2 separate regions of the Urocitellus parryii genome follow, and region 1 is linked to region 2. Evidence: chromatin contacts called from public Hi-C data. All regions are on one chromosome and are shown on one strand. The core of a region is the stretch at or near the end of the contact, and the rest is flanking DNA. Distances in the headings are between cores, read along the strand shown. Region 1 holds the start of H2aj (H2A.J histone). Region 2 holds the start of Strap (serine/threonine kinase receptor associated protein).

Region 1 (7,525 bases), core at 1,371-3,870, 990 kb before region 2:
TTGACGTTTTGGGGCCCTGAAAAGGGCCTTTGAGTGGAGGGGGCGCTGTGGAGACAGCTCAACCGCCAAAGCCGTACAGAGTGCGGCCCTGGCGTTTCAGAGCGTAGACCACGTCCATGGCGGTCACTGTCTTGCGTTTAGCATGCTCCGTGTAAGTCACCGCATCGCGAATCACGTTCTCCAGAAAAACTTTGAGGACTCCTCGGGTCTCTTCGTATATCAGCCCAGAGATGCGCTTGACGCCCCCACGACGGGCCAGGCGGCGAATAGCTGGCTTCGTAATGCCTTGGATGTTATCTCGCAAGACCTTCCGGTGGCGCTTGGCGCCTCCTTTCCCAAGCCCTTTGCCTCCTTTCCCGCGTCCAGACATCTCAAAAGCACTACAGCACAGTCAAACTAGAAGAGCAGCAGTGAGCAGGTCTGAGTCACGGTTGGAGTTTATATTTCCTTGTAGCGGACCTGTTTGAAGACCTCAGGGAAGTGGGAGGGGCTCCAGGCCCCGCCTTTGAAGCTTTCTTTTAATCACTGCCATTTTAGAAAAGTAGTTAGCAAAATAAAGCCGATTTCCTTTTGTTTGCTTTTTTTAGTTTTTAAAAATATTTTTGAAAAATTTGCCATGAATTTGAAGACGGATTCACAGTGTTATATTTGAAGGTTTAAACAATATAAGATAATAGAATTTGTATTGCCCTTTCTCACCGCTTAGATAAAAAGCAGACGGATTCTATGCTTGCTTGTTCTCTGACTCTGACTGTCCCTTCTTCTCAGCTCCGGCTAATTCTGTTGTTTGTTTATTGTTTTCCAAACGGAATGCTTATGCTTATGATACCATAAGCTTATGCTTATGAACTAGTGAAAATAAATAAAACTAGAAACACTTTACATCTTATAGCAATTACTTTACAGATACTCGTGTTATCTTTTTAAAAATACTACAGTGAAAATATTTTGATGGTTCTCTCTCTCTCTCCTTAAAAGATGAATTAAAAGAGACTTGAAAACACTGCCTGTATGATAGGGAAAAATCCTGAGTGGTTAAATTAAACAACCTGATTGTAAAGCCTTGACTCAAGTTAGAATTCTTTTACTAAAATAAAAGGAATGCCACAGTAATTTTTTTAAATTTTGTTTAAAATTTCCCATGATACAGGCAAAAATTTATGCTAGTTTACAGAATGCATTCCAGGAACATCTTGTTGAATCTGCATCAGATGTGTATGTGTTTTAATTTAGCACACAGTTATTGGATGCTCACTGATGTATTTAAACTTCAAAACACTATGAGATGGGTATAGAGTTTAAATAACTATGAAAGATAAGTGGTAAAACCAGGATTTGGAGGTGGCAGTCTGGTGCAGGATGACGGCCTCAACCTTGACAATATTCTCAGTTTCAAAAACACGTGTTTGCCAGTAAGGTACATATACATAAATACACGTAAACATTATTTCAACGAAATAAAAATCTTTAGTAGGACAATGAATAGTCACATTTGTTTCACTTTTACATGGATGCTAAAATCCACATAAATTTTATTTTAATATACAAGTGTTTAATATTACATAGCCATGTAATTATAAAATGTAACAAATGTTAAGGTAAATGAAAGTACCTTAATAATTAGTAGAAAGTAATTTGTAATGAAAACAAAAACCCACCCTTACGTTGTTTCAAATGTTATTGTCTGAGATTGGGTAGATCCGGCCGGAGTTCATCAAGACGTGAGCCCAGGTGTTGGGACCTACAGAAAGCAAGCCAAGGCCAAGACTTTAAGCCTCAGCAACTGAACTGTGCTTGCATCTCTTGCATGAAATCCAGTGGCTCTTCCTATCCCACCAGTACAGAAAGCACTTCTGTCTTATCTATCACTCTTAGTTTCAGAGCCTCAGAAGGGTAAGACTGGCTGCCTGTGAGCGGCAGAACTTTGAGGGAAGACCAGTGTTCACTGGTTTAATTACGAAGGTTCATATGTCCAACTACTAACAAAGCCTCTTTTGGAGCCAGCTCCCCAGACTGTTGGGTAAAAGGAAGCAAGGTGCTGGTATAAAGGAAGAGGCAACCTACCCGGTACTGGGCAGGCAGAATTCGGCTAGAGTCTGTGATTTCGCTGCAGGAGCAGTGTTATCACAAGCACGGGCTTTGGAGTCAGATGACAACTTAAAAATGCTGAATTATTACACGAGAAAATCCACCTAGAGAACACAGGAACTTGACATCTTTCGGATTCTTTTTGTTTCCAATCGTGTTATTTAGGTGCTGGGGATTGAACCCAGGGCCTTGTGCATGCGAGGCAAGCACTCTACTAACTAAACTATATCCCCAGCCTAAGTTATCTTATTTATTAAGGGTTTCTCTTCCTGGGAGCAAGCGTGAATGTTAAAAACTCAGCATCCACTGAGCACATTCAGGCCCGCTGCAGCGGTGCTTTCAGGCCCAGGGGTATTAGTATGAGCGGCTATGTAAATGAGGACTAGAAGTTTGCGCTTCTGATTGGAGGAAGTCGGCGCAGGCGTTTCCTTTGCCAGCTCTCTAGTTGGGCGCGGACTCCGTCTGTCATTGGCCCGCAGAGCCGGGGCGCCCAATAGGAAGGCGTTGCCTAGTGGCCACCGAGAGTTTCTAGAGGCAGTTCGGTGTGGTAGGCTGCATTCCCATAGCGATCCTGCTGGTGTGATTTCCCTCACTGGAGTTTCAGGCGAGAAGTGAACATGTCCGGTCGTGGAAAGCAGGGTGGGAAAGTGCGGGCAAAAGCCAAATCCCGCTCCTCCCGCGCGGGCCTGCAGTTCCCGGTGGGCCGAGTGCATAGACTACTGCGCAAAGGTAACTACGCGGAGCGAGTAGGCGCTGGGGCGCCCGTGTACCTGGCGGCGGTGTTGGAGTACCTGACGGCCGAGATCCTGGAGTTGGCTGGCAACGCGGCGCGTGACAATAAGAAGACTAGGATAATCCCTCGCCACCTGCAGCTGGCCATCCGCAACGACGAGGAACTAAACAAGCTGCTGGGGAAAGTGACCATCGCTCAGGGCGGCGTCCTGCCCAACATCCAGGCTGTGTTGCTGCCCAAGAAGACCGAGAGTCAGAAGGTGAAGAGCAAGTGACCCTGACGCCACCATGGGAAAGCTGACTTCCCCAGCAGAGGCTCTTTCCAGAGCGGTCCCGCAGTGTTTTTGATTGTGCTGAATGTCATGGAGGGCCAGTACGATCTAGCGGGGAGAGGGGCAGTGAGGAGCCCGCCGGAGTCGGGAGCCAATAAAGTCGGTGAAAATCCAGTAGTCGAGAGAGCTGTGTAGTCGCGGGACCTACCGGATGACCCCGGGGTGGGGGGTGGGGGCGCGACCGGAAACCTCTGGAGCAGGTACTGGTCAGTCGGCTGGAGCCCCTCCGAACGCTCGGATCCGCAGATAGATCCCCCTCGAGGCGTTGAGGGAGGATGAGGGTAACCCAGAGGGTTCCAGTGGTCTGGAGATGGCAGGGTTGGGATCTCCCCTACTTGCATTAAGGCAAAGGAGAGGCGGACTAGGTGCGGTGCGGCCTACTCTGGCATTTTACTTCCCGTTTCCAAGGCTTCAGCCATTTGTAAGCGATCAAGACTAAGCTATAAGGAGAATCATGGGGCTGAGCTGGTTTCGGTTAGGAAGTTGTTTCTGGACATAATTTTCAAAAGATGGAGTAACTTCCCTTTGAAGTGTGGCCCTGGTGACACGGTATCAATTTAAGATTCTTTCTTAATAGCTCTTATGTTTTTCATGTTCTGGATGTCAAGTATCACAACCTAGCACCCTTATGTTCTCATTTCTTTAAAATGAAGGAAACATTCAGTAATTTGTGTAATACAGAAGTATGAGTCAGGAGGGTGGTAATGTTTTCCTGACACGTTGCATAACAGTGGAATCTTTAATCTGGATTTAGAAATGCTTACAAGCTTTTAAAATTATTTTCTCAAATGTTGGCTTCTTAGTGGTCTTGTCTCCATGTTAGGCTCTTTGGGAAATGACTTGACTTTGCTCAATTACAAAACAAAACAAAACCCTGGCTTTTAAGGATTACACTTACTCAACAAATAACTTACTTAAAATTCCTGTTCTCCGTGAAGTAATGACCCCATTCCAGTAACCCTGTAGGAATTGTGATTCTTACTGGCTCAGCATTACTTTAATAAATAAGCAAGGAAAAGTAAGGCCACAGGATTTAAATACAGGGAAAAACACATTGCAGGCTGAGACTCAACACTTAAAAGTTCAACATTAGTAATTCTCTTCTGCTCTTGGGTTGACCCTTCCATTTCATCCTTCTGAGCAAGCTTCATACTGGCCCACAGGACTCATAAAAAAGATCCCACCTTAGATTTCACATTTATAGATTCATCTTTTCTGTGAGAGTTGAAGTAGTCCTGGGGGGAGGGTGGGTGGTAAGAAATGGGATAGCAGTGACTGGCCCATTTTCCCTCCTGGACTATTTCATCCCCAATCCTTATTGAACATCTGTGCCATTCTGTGTACTAAGTGATGAGGGTACAGCTATCAATGAGGTCAACCAGACTTATACTCTCTTGGAACTCCCTTCCTCCCCACCCCCCTTAGTACTAAGGACAAGATAAGAAACAAATAAATAATATTATAGATGAGCTTTGGTTAGTACTTGTGTCTTTTGCTGTTTGTTGAGTGGATATTGGAATTACTTTTCCCCTGTGGTCATCTTTGAGTTGTACAAAGATGTCACATGTACATTTTAGGAGGCAGTTATTGCCTCCTAATACCTGAGAAATAGATTCCAATGACACCATGAGTTGTTCCAGGATTTCCAGCTGTTGACTCTACTCCTTACCTTCCTTTCAAAGGATTTCCTCATATGTAAAATAGTCATGATACCTGTTTTGAGGATCAAGACTGTCTACTTACTATGTGCTATATATTAGTTACTTAAATTGAAAGAAGTACCATTTCCTATAAAGGGTAGGTTTCCACTTACAGAATAAGTTATAGATAAGCATGCTACTAGTATTTAAAAAAAAAAAAAAACAGCACAAACTGAATTGTCAGAATTAATTCTCGGTGATACCACTTGGGGGCAGTGAAGCAAAAAAAATTATGTAATTTTACACATACACACACACACACACACACACACACATATATATATATATATATATATATATATATATATATATATATATATATATATACACATGCACAATCAACCCTCTATTCATGGATGGGTTTCCACATCTGTTGATTCAGTCAAATGAGAAATATTTAGAAAAAAAAATCTACTGAACATAAAGACTTTTTTTCTTGTCAACATTCCCTAAACAATGTAACAACTACATTGTATTGAGTACTATAAGTAATCTTAAATGCTTTAAATTATACAGGAGGATGTGAATATGTTAAAGGGACTTGGAAGATCTGCAGACTTGGGTATTCAAAGGGGGTCCTGAAAGTAAACACCTATGGATATTGGAGAGCAATTATATAATATATATAAATAATATCAATTATTTGTAAATGTATGTCAGTTTTTTTGACATTCGAGTTGAATTTCCTCAAGATTTGATATGAGGCATCTTAGAGATCTTTACCAAATTATGAAGAAATAAGGATAAAGGCCATCAAGACATTTATAAGAAAAAAAACCACTCTGCCTTTGCCTGTGATGATTCATAGCAATCTGCCTAACCCTGTTACCCAAAAAGCAAGATTAAAATACAAAATAGTAACTGCCTTCATCTCCACCCAACTTTCAGAGATTCTTAGGATCCTCTTAAACACTTTTCCAGCCTCAAAATTCAACTAACTCCTCAACATTTCTATTTTTGAGAGTTTCTTTAATTGAACAATTTACTAGCAGTTAAAAAGTCATACTTTCTTGCAAAGTCAATTCAGCCTGTGTAACTTGATGAACAAACCATAGTTCTTGAAGTTAATTTAAAAAGGCAATAATTTTTCAAGCATGAGACTATATGGAAGAAGATTTAGGATTTAAACTGATGAGAATGGATTCAGGTTTTTAATAGATATACAATGCATAGTTTTATTTGCACACATACTCTTTCCTGCAGAGACAAACCACTCAGTGTGGCAGGTTGTGACTTGGCCGAGATTTGTTTAGTCTTTGTTTTTCCTGTAGAGCCAGTCTTGACTTTATGTCCCTTAGAACTGGCCAGTTTAGTTTTGTCTGCCCAGAATCTAAAGGTCTAGTTCATCCCACAGTTGGTGATGACTGGCACACTGAATGCAAATTCTTCCCAAAGCCCCTTGCAGTGGTGGAAAAGTTGAATACCATGGTGTTTAAGAACTCAAGCTTTTTAGAATGAGACATAGGTTCAGATCTCCTCTGTCCTTTACTAGTTATCCAACTTTGGAAACATTACTCAATCTCTTTAAACCTTACTTTTATCTATAAAATGGACATAATAATAGTTCACTTCAAGGGGATTTGGGAGAGATTTGGTGAGATGTGAATGAGGACACTAAGTTTGCCATATAGAAATGTGCCAAATGCATACTAGCTATTCTTATTTACATATGAAACTGGATTTGAAATGAGTAGCAGTATTTATGGGATCTCTGGAAACAGTTAAATAGACATTTAACAATCCTGTGACTTTTTTGATAGCAAACTATGAAACATTTTTAGTGTCTGTTGTACTAATTACAGAACATCTACAGTTTATAACAGAAAAGAATAAGAAATGGTTAAAGCTTATGAACCTGAATTTATTTTTTTCCCTGAAGACAAAGAGTTAATGGCTTATAAAGTGCATCTACTCAGATTAAAAATGTAAACTGAGCAATATTAATGTGTTACATCTATGATTGGTAGCCATCTTTCAAGAAATTTACTGTTGTAGAAACACGTGCTCAAAAAGAATGTAATGATATAACCAGCTACACATAAAGAGAGGGAGATACTAGGGTGTTACTGGAACAGGGAACAGGTGCCTGTGTTAGCCTAGTAGCAACACTAGCAGGTGGGGAGAGTGGCATCTGAACTAGATCTAGGTGTAAGTTAATCTGAGAAGTGGCTGTGCACAAAGCTACAGGGGTCAAAAGACAAAACTTGTAGTTGTCTTGTGTGTGAGCATGTTGCTGGGGTTTAAACCCAGAGCTTTGTACATGGTAGGCAAGTGTTCTACTACTGAGCTCTACTACTACCACAACCCTGGCATCTGTATTTGAATTTGAATCTAAGAATAAGATTGACTAAAAATGGCTAGAGTAGATAAATCATCCAGGAGGAATGTACAAATGTATAAATGAATGTATGGAAAATAGCCACAGCCAACAGGGGGTTGGGGGGTCTAAAAGATTTAGTGGATTGGCAGAGGAAGGAAGGGGAGAAGACATGGCTGACAACCAGGACAGAAAATGTCAAGAGATAGAGCTGTTTTTTCATAATTTGGATTTCTGTACTCCATGCCACCTCCTAGTGCTTACACTTTCTCATGTAATTAGAAAATAGTTTTTTAAAAGTTACTAGTTTTCCACACATGGAACATGCTGACAAATGAGCTGCCTCACTTTACTAA
Region 2 (7,672 bases), core at 1,467-3,966:
TGGTGCGTGTCCTGTAAGGTTGATATATATGGACTCCATCAAAAGGCTCCCTTGCCATTCAGTCTGTGAATAGGTTTAACAACAGGAAGCGTGGGCAGATTTACAGATATTCATTCCCCCGATTCTACCCCACTGCTGGGATGATGATGGTAAACAGTTATTGTCTTCATAACTCATTATCTCAGCTTTTGTCAAGGAGCAGCCTACTTCTGCAACTATGGCTCTTTTCTGTGAATTCAAGTTCAGATAGCCTTGTCCCTTTCAGCTAGCCCTTCATATCTACGGTTAGTAGCTCATTTTCTCCCTGGAGTTCTTTGTGGTTGGTTTTCATTTCTGCATTTCACTGTGTCATTTTTCTTTCTTTCTTTTATGTGGTACATGAGATTGAATTCAGGGACTTATGCATGGTAGGCAAATGCTCTACCTCTATGCCAAAAACCCAGCTCTTTTTTTTTTTTTTTTTTTTGAGACAAGGTTCCCAGGCTAGCCTCAAACTTGTGATCCTCCTGACTCAGCCTCCTGAGTAGCTAGAGTTACAGGCATGCACCATCATACCTGACTTACATGGCACATTTTAAAATTCCATTTTTTTATAGCTCAAGAGGTAGAACATGCCTGAGGTCCTGAGTTCAAGCCCCAGCACTGTCCCCCAACTTCATTTTGTGTTTGTTATTAAGGTACAGAGATATCTTCATTATTTTTTTAAATCCAGTAACCTTGCTAACTTTAATGAATTCTAGTACTTTCTACTAAACTTTCCCCCATTTTCTTTGTTTCTGTATTCCATCTTTTAACCCATTTTATAATCTCTATAATCCCAGATTTATAAATTTCTTTCAACATTTATGCCTTTCTGGGTTATCTAGATGTCTAATACTGTTTTGTATTGAAGTAGTAGCAGTAATCATTCATTTTGTACCTACCCTAGGAGAGAATACTTTCAGTGTTTCACTATAGGGTGTGGTGTTTCTTTCAAATATTCTTTTAGGATAAGGAAACTCTCTGCTATTTCTAGTTCCTAAGGGTTCTTATCATGAATGAATGCTAATTTTTACCAAAAACTTTTTTACACATCTATCGATGTGATTATTTTTTGCTTCCATTTTTAACATGGTTTATTATATTAATTGCATTTAACATCTCCTAATATTAAACTGACCCTGAAGGACACACAATTGGTCATGATACCTAACACTCTTAGCACTCAAATCTAAATAGGGGAGAAATAATACAGTCTTTAGAGCCAAAGTAGGAAACATAATTATAGGTTATATTTTTATCTATAGACAATGAGCACTAAATGAATATACACTGATATCTAACTGTTCAGTTTTTGTTTTAACTTGAATGTACCTTTTATTAATTTACCTCCCTCAGTAATATAGCAATTTTATTTAATCAGTAAACAATCATTTGTTGAATACTTACTACATGTCATTCATTCTTCCTCACCCCAGGGTATAAATGAAGTAAATCATTGACATTGTGGAGTTCATTACTTAAATGTGTAAGTGGTGTGTGTGTATGGGGGGGGAGGAAGAATGGAGTGAGATTGGCTCAAAAAAGAACAGATGATAATGAAAAACATAATTCTGTACTGTAAGTGAATAAGGAAATAGAAAGTGATAAGGAAATAGAATGGAGACATATTCCAAATTCCCATTCAAGTTATTTGACTTGAATCTTGAAGGACAGATGTTAATCAGTAACAATACATGTTCATCTCAAAAAGATAAAAGAAATATTCAGTTATTTGTGTTAAATATTGGTGCATACACACGAAATGTTATGGTCTTGGGAATAAAATAGTGAACAAACACAATAACCTCTGTTTTGTGCTTACTTTTAAACATTAAGGCAAGAAAGAAACAACTTGCCCAGAGTGAGTGTCTTCCCTGCTAAGGAAAACTTTGAGCTATCAATGCACAGTTCTGGTTATACAAAAGAGTAATCCCCTCAGTGGGCTGCCTGCAGGCAAACAACACCAGAGTTTCTGTTTACTTTATTTTAGAGTCCTTTCGTTTCTATTTTTGGTCTATGTATTATAGTGTACATATAATTTGCAAATTATCATCCAAACATTGGAGTGAGGGTTCAAAATTTATTGATGCGAGAATTTCATCAAAAAAACTGAGGGTCCACTACTATAGTTCTCTGGGAGGGGAACAAAAGTATTGAACTGTATTTAAAACCACTAGCATTCATGTTTAACACTAACAAAAACGGAAAGTTTCAGAAGGGATGGCTAGGGAAATTATTTTCCTTAAGGGTCGTTAAGTTGCAGACAATCCCAGAGGAGCTGGCCCTATTTCTTTTAATAAGAAAAATCAAACAAGTTAAGACAATGTGCGCTGGTCTGGGCCGTTTCTAGGTACTGCTCCGATTTCTGTAGAGCAGTTAGGAAGCCGGTTACAGTGGGACCGCTCTGCGCACAGTCCACAGCGGCAGCCAAGTCCAGGAGACGTGCGTGGGAACAGTTCTGGACACTGCGAATTCCGCTCCAGGACAGCAAGAACGTTCTCACTCACTGGAGCTCCGCAGCACAGACTGGGGTCCATAGCTCAGAACCCCTCCAGGCGCCTCCGCGGTTGGCATACGGCCAGCTTCAAGTGCCGCCCAGTGCAGAACTCGCGCCTGCGTATTCCCTCTTTGCTCCTTTAAGCTTTTTACTTGGCAAACCCGCCGTCTCGCCAGATCGTCACTTCCGGTGGACGCTGTGCGTCATTGGTATCGTCACTTCCTGCCGATACCGGTGTGGACGGTGAAGATCGTGGCTGGGCCGGTGTTCCGGTTCTCTCCCTCCCCTACTTTCCTCCCTCCCTCCCTTTCCCTTCCTCGGCCACTGTTGTAGCCGGTGTTTGACTCCCTGACCCCTCCCTAACCCCTTCCTGACCTCGTTGCCACCGGATTGGCCTCCCTTTCTTGTTCCCTGGCCCAACCCCAGTGTCAGGGCGGGGGGCCTTTTGGAGCCGGAGGCGCTGCAGCTGAGGAGAAGAGGACTACGACCCTCCACTCACCAGCCGGATCGCCGGGTGCGCCGCCGCCATGGCAATGCGACAGACGCCGCTCACCTGCTCTGGCCACACGCGGCCGGTGGTTGATTTGGCCTTCAGTGGCATCACGCCTTATGGGTATTTTTTAATCAGTGCTTGCAAAGGTAAGCAAGGCCACTAGCAGACGCCTAGGGCTGGGCAGTAAGTGAGTGGGGCTGGCATTCCCCAGGGCCTTATGATTGGTGAGGATATTAACGTTTGAAGTGGGAGCCAACGCTGGTCTGATAGGGAAAAGAGTTGTGTTATGGAATCCGCAGTTGTAGCCCAGGGGCCTTCTTTTTGACGCCTCTGACTAGTATTACCCGCCAACTGAGCCCTCCTCGTTTTTATTGCTGTTTCTGGGGAAGCTGGGCTGCACCTTTCTAGGCTCTCTGGACAAGAACCACTGTAAATACATTTCAATGATTTAGGGAAAGGGAGAAATTAGGCCAGAACGAACGATTCCTTACAAAGATGTTAGCTCTTTCTCTGAATATTTTTTCGTGGTATTAGCCTCATTTTTTCAAATGGGAGATGAGAGGTTAAGTTCGTTTGTCCAAAATAAAAGACTCAGGTCTAGATTGTTTTTACTCAGATCCGTATTCTCACTCAATCACGTTTCCCAAAGAGAATGACTGGTTCAACTCTTTAAGTTTATTTATTTTTAGATATTTTTTAGTGACCACAATGAGTTGGAATTAACAGCAACAAAACAAACAGGTTTTTCACTTGCTATTCAATATAATAATTTGACGTTCGAATCTTAGATTTCAAGTAGTCTGAATTTCTAAAATCACATTTCTTTTTAAACATTTTCTAGATGGTAAACCTATGTTACGCCAGGGAGACACAGGAGACTGGATTGGAACATTTTTGGGTCATAAAGGTGCTGTTTGGGGTGCAACGTTGAATAAGGATGCCACCAAAGCTGCTACAGCAGCTGCAGATTTCACAGCGTAAGTGTAACCAAAATGGCTAACTTTGTTCCCTGTGGATTGTGTCCTGAAAAAAAATCTTCAACCTCAGTTATTCATGTAATTCTGACTCATTACCTACCACATAGAGTTCATGATGTTAAATTTTACCAAGATTCCATCCTGTTTCTATATATTTGTTTGTCTTCATTGGTTCTCAAAAGCTTCATAGGCTTAGATGACTTGCTCTTTATGTCTTTGAAGCAGGATTCTGCATAATTACTAAGCACCCCAGATGAGAAATGTTGATCTCCTTTACAAATATATCTCTACATGTCCTTTTTAGTAATATATATTAATGGTCCCAGATTTTTATTTCACTTGCTTCGTTAACTAGATTTAGACATACTGTGTCCCAAATTTAACTACTTTTTTGTTTTTTTTTTTTGTTTAACTACTTTTTTGTTTTTTAAAGATAGAATTCTTAATTTTCCTTTCTTTCAGATTATCATCTATTTTTTTATTTTACCAGTTGAATATCTGCTGACTATAGTGTTTCTCCATTACTTTTGTTCTAGTTTTATTTTTTACTTGCCCCCACTAGTCTCTTAACCTTCTATTCATCTTCCATATCCCTTGCAGTTGACTTCCTAAGAACAAACTTCATCACATCACTTGCTTACCAGATGATCTTGTTTTCCCTTTGCCATTTTAGCAGTTTGTGACTTTGGGTGTATATTAGCATAACTTGGAGAGCTTTTAAAATATCAAATGCATGTGTCCCTGAAATTTTGATACAGTTGATCTGAGGATGGAGTCACCATTTGGTTCTTTTCCTTTCATAACTTCCTCTAGGTTATATGTATGCAGCCTTAGAACCATCAGCATAAGGGACAAATTTTAGTTGTTAGCACTTTATGTTTTGGTCTTATCCTAATACATTAGCATCATTTCCAGGCACTGCAACTGTAAACTCTGCAGTCTAGCTATACTAAATGTACTATTACTGTAATGCACTTTGTTATTACTTTTTGTTTTGCACATATTATTAATCTGACTTGCATGACCTTCCTTTCTTTTGGACACATGTCATATTTTTATAATTTGGTATCTTTAGTTGCTGCCTGTGTGCATGGACGCTTTAATGTTTGCTAATGAAGGCAATATCAAAAGCAATTGACATACATAAACTTCATTAGGCATGAAAACCTGGAGAGTAAAAGTGATCTTGTGATCTTTCTTCTTTTTTTTTTTCCCCCTCTCTTTAAACAGAATTTCACACTAAGGAGTAATTGTGAATGAGTTTACTCCTTTGTTTTAAGCAAATTAAACATAATAAGTTTAGCATGAAAAACAAAGATTTTGGTAGATACATGACTGTGTACTTGGTTAAAACTCAGGACATACAATTTTATCATATGTAAATTTTAAAATAAAGTTTTAAAATGGAGAGTGGGTGAGAAAGGTAGTAGCGCCACACAGCAGTAAATCGAAGATGATGAAGAAAGATCAGTAAGAAAAGTTTTTTTAAAAATGAAATTCTGAACTTTTTTTCCACTCTCCAATGAATAAATTGCTGTTATATCACTACATATAACAATTGTAATGCTTTATGCTCTGCCCTCTAGAATATATAATCCTGGTAAAAGAAACTGCCTGGTTTCATATAAGTACTTCCACGTCAATATTTTCATGTCAAAAGTTGTGTTTAATGTCAGTATGCATACTAACTTATCATATGTCAAAACACTTTGTTGATTATGGGAGGTGAAAATAGGCAGTAAAAGTGATTCTCACACAAGAAAGATGACTTATAGAGGATTGGAAGGTTCAAATGAAGGTGTCCCTTTCAGCTTTTGTACTCATACTATATCTAGAATATAGCATATAGTTTATACTATATAGTAGGTTATAGTAAACTTCAGGTACTGTTATAGCACTTATTTTTTTTTTTTAAGTGTCATTTTAAGGTCAGGGACCATATTCAGTATCCCCAGTTTGTTCACTACTTTTTAATTGCCAAGTAAGTAACTTGAAAAAGTTTTCTAAAGCAATCAAATGGTTTAGTGAATTATAGATCTTGATTTTACTTATAGAATATTTGTGTCTTTGATTGCTATAGGTTTAGTTTTCTTCTTCAAAGTTTGTTTTTAACTGAGTTAAATAAGAACATCATTGGAATGAATTTTCTTGATTTTATAATGAATGTAGAAAGTTGGATTAATATACACAACAATTTCAGATCTGGTAAGCAGATTTAAAATTTTTCATAATGGTGATTAGGTCCCAGACTGATGGTGATAAACTAATAGAGAATAGTGATATCTTATATAAAATATAATTAGGTTATAGGAGTGGGCTCTGCATGCAGAAATTAGCATTAAAAGAGGTAAGCTTTTGGATTCTAGTTCTGCCAAGATATATTTTTGTTGACCTCAATTCTACTATTTGGCCCTAATTACATTAGCAGAATGTTTTGTTACCTGCTTCATGGTCTTATTCTGATTTTTTATGCAAAGCTTGTTAGGAAAGATGCCTGTCTCTTGATAAGATCCATGAAGACTTTTTATGCATTTGACCAAATTGTATTTGTCACCCCCTAGGAAAAGAAATAAAGGACAATAGATAAGAATTACCGCTCATGGAATAACTTGAAATGAAGAGAGAAAGGGAGTGCAGAAAAATGTGGCACTTTAAATACTTGACAGAATCTTGAAAAGCATCCAGATTTTATCTTGCAGCCAGAAGAACAGTTATATTTGTTTAGGACATTTACAGGGCATTGTTAACTAAAAAGAATTACACATTTGAAAGCATGCCTGTGAATAGTGTTATTTTTGTAACACTAAATGTACTTAACATTTCAGGTCTCAGTGTTTGTGTTTATAAGCAATATTAAGAGCACAAACACTGGTGGTAGGAAGGTGGGCTGAGTTGAATCCTGGCTCTATCATTTAATGTCTCTGACCTTACGCCATTTGGCCTCTTTTTCTGAGTTTTATCATCTGTAAAAATTAAAATAATATGCTACTTACTTCTTAGATTGGTTGTGAATACTAAATAAGTTAATATGTTTCAAATATTTAGAACATTGCTTGACTTTCTATGTAAGTGTTACATATGTAAGGTAACAATGATAGTTACATATTATAAGGTAACAATGATATTATCACCCCCAGAGACCAAAATCATACATGTTATTTTGAAACTTCATGGCTAAAGCCATAAAACCATTTGGCTTCATGAAAGTAACTTCAAGTAGATTTAAATATCAAATAGGAAGTATTTTGTTGTTGTTGTTGTTTGTTTTTTAAGCCTTTTTCTTCATTAAGACTTCGGGTGCTATGATAAAGTGGAGAAAAAAAATCTAACAAGCATTGACTTAAGTAGATATATGCTCATGTGCTAGCTATGCTGTGTATTTCCAGTTTGATCATAGAATTCTTTTTTTAAACTTTAGTTTTTATTTTGGTAAAATGTGACTAAGACTGATGAGGTTAGTGGAGAGACAGGGACATCTTTCTCCGCTATATCCCCAAAGTCTAGCATCATGCCTATGACAAAATAGGTGCTTGGAAAATGGTAATTCAGACTTACTCCTTCATTTTTTTTTTGGTCTGTTCGGTGTGGGAGTATGTGTGTTCATTTAGTCTGCCCATTTAATGACTTGTGTGAGGCTTGTGTTGATAGAACTTGAACTTTATCTTGCTAAAGAGTAGCTCCCCA

The links. A called contact is a pair of places that touch in the nucleus more often than the background predicts.
Region 1: a contact with region 2 is called in a Hi-C map of liver, with 5 times the contacts expected there. The contact joins the promoter of H2aj here to the promoter of Strap in region 2. A contact is called at or near these places in 2 of 2 Hi-C or Micro-C datasets (liver and muscle).

What each region holds. Positions count from the first base shown.
Region 1 is chr5:94,954,994-94,962,518 of mUroPar1.hap1, reverse strand. H2aj (H2A.J histone) reads left to right here and starts at 2,620. Exons shown (of 1, transcript XM_026414169.2): 1 at 2,620-3,266. The coding sequence starts at 2,706. The coding sequence ends at 3,095. It overlaps H4c16 (H4 histone 16), which reads right to left and starts at 379. Exons shown (of 1, transcript XM_026414175.2): 1 at 1-379. The coding sequence starts at 370. The coding sequence ends at 59.
Region 2 is chr5:93,968,039-93,975,710 of mUroPar1.hap1, reverse strand. Strap (serine/threonine kinase receptor associated protein) reads left to right here and starts at 2,716. Exons shown (of 10, transcript XM_026391919.2): 1 at 2,716-3,157; 2 at 3,853-3,988. The coding sequence starts at 3,046.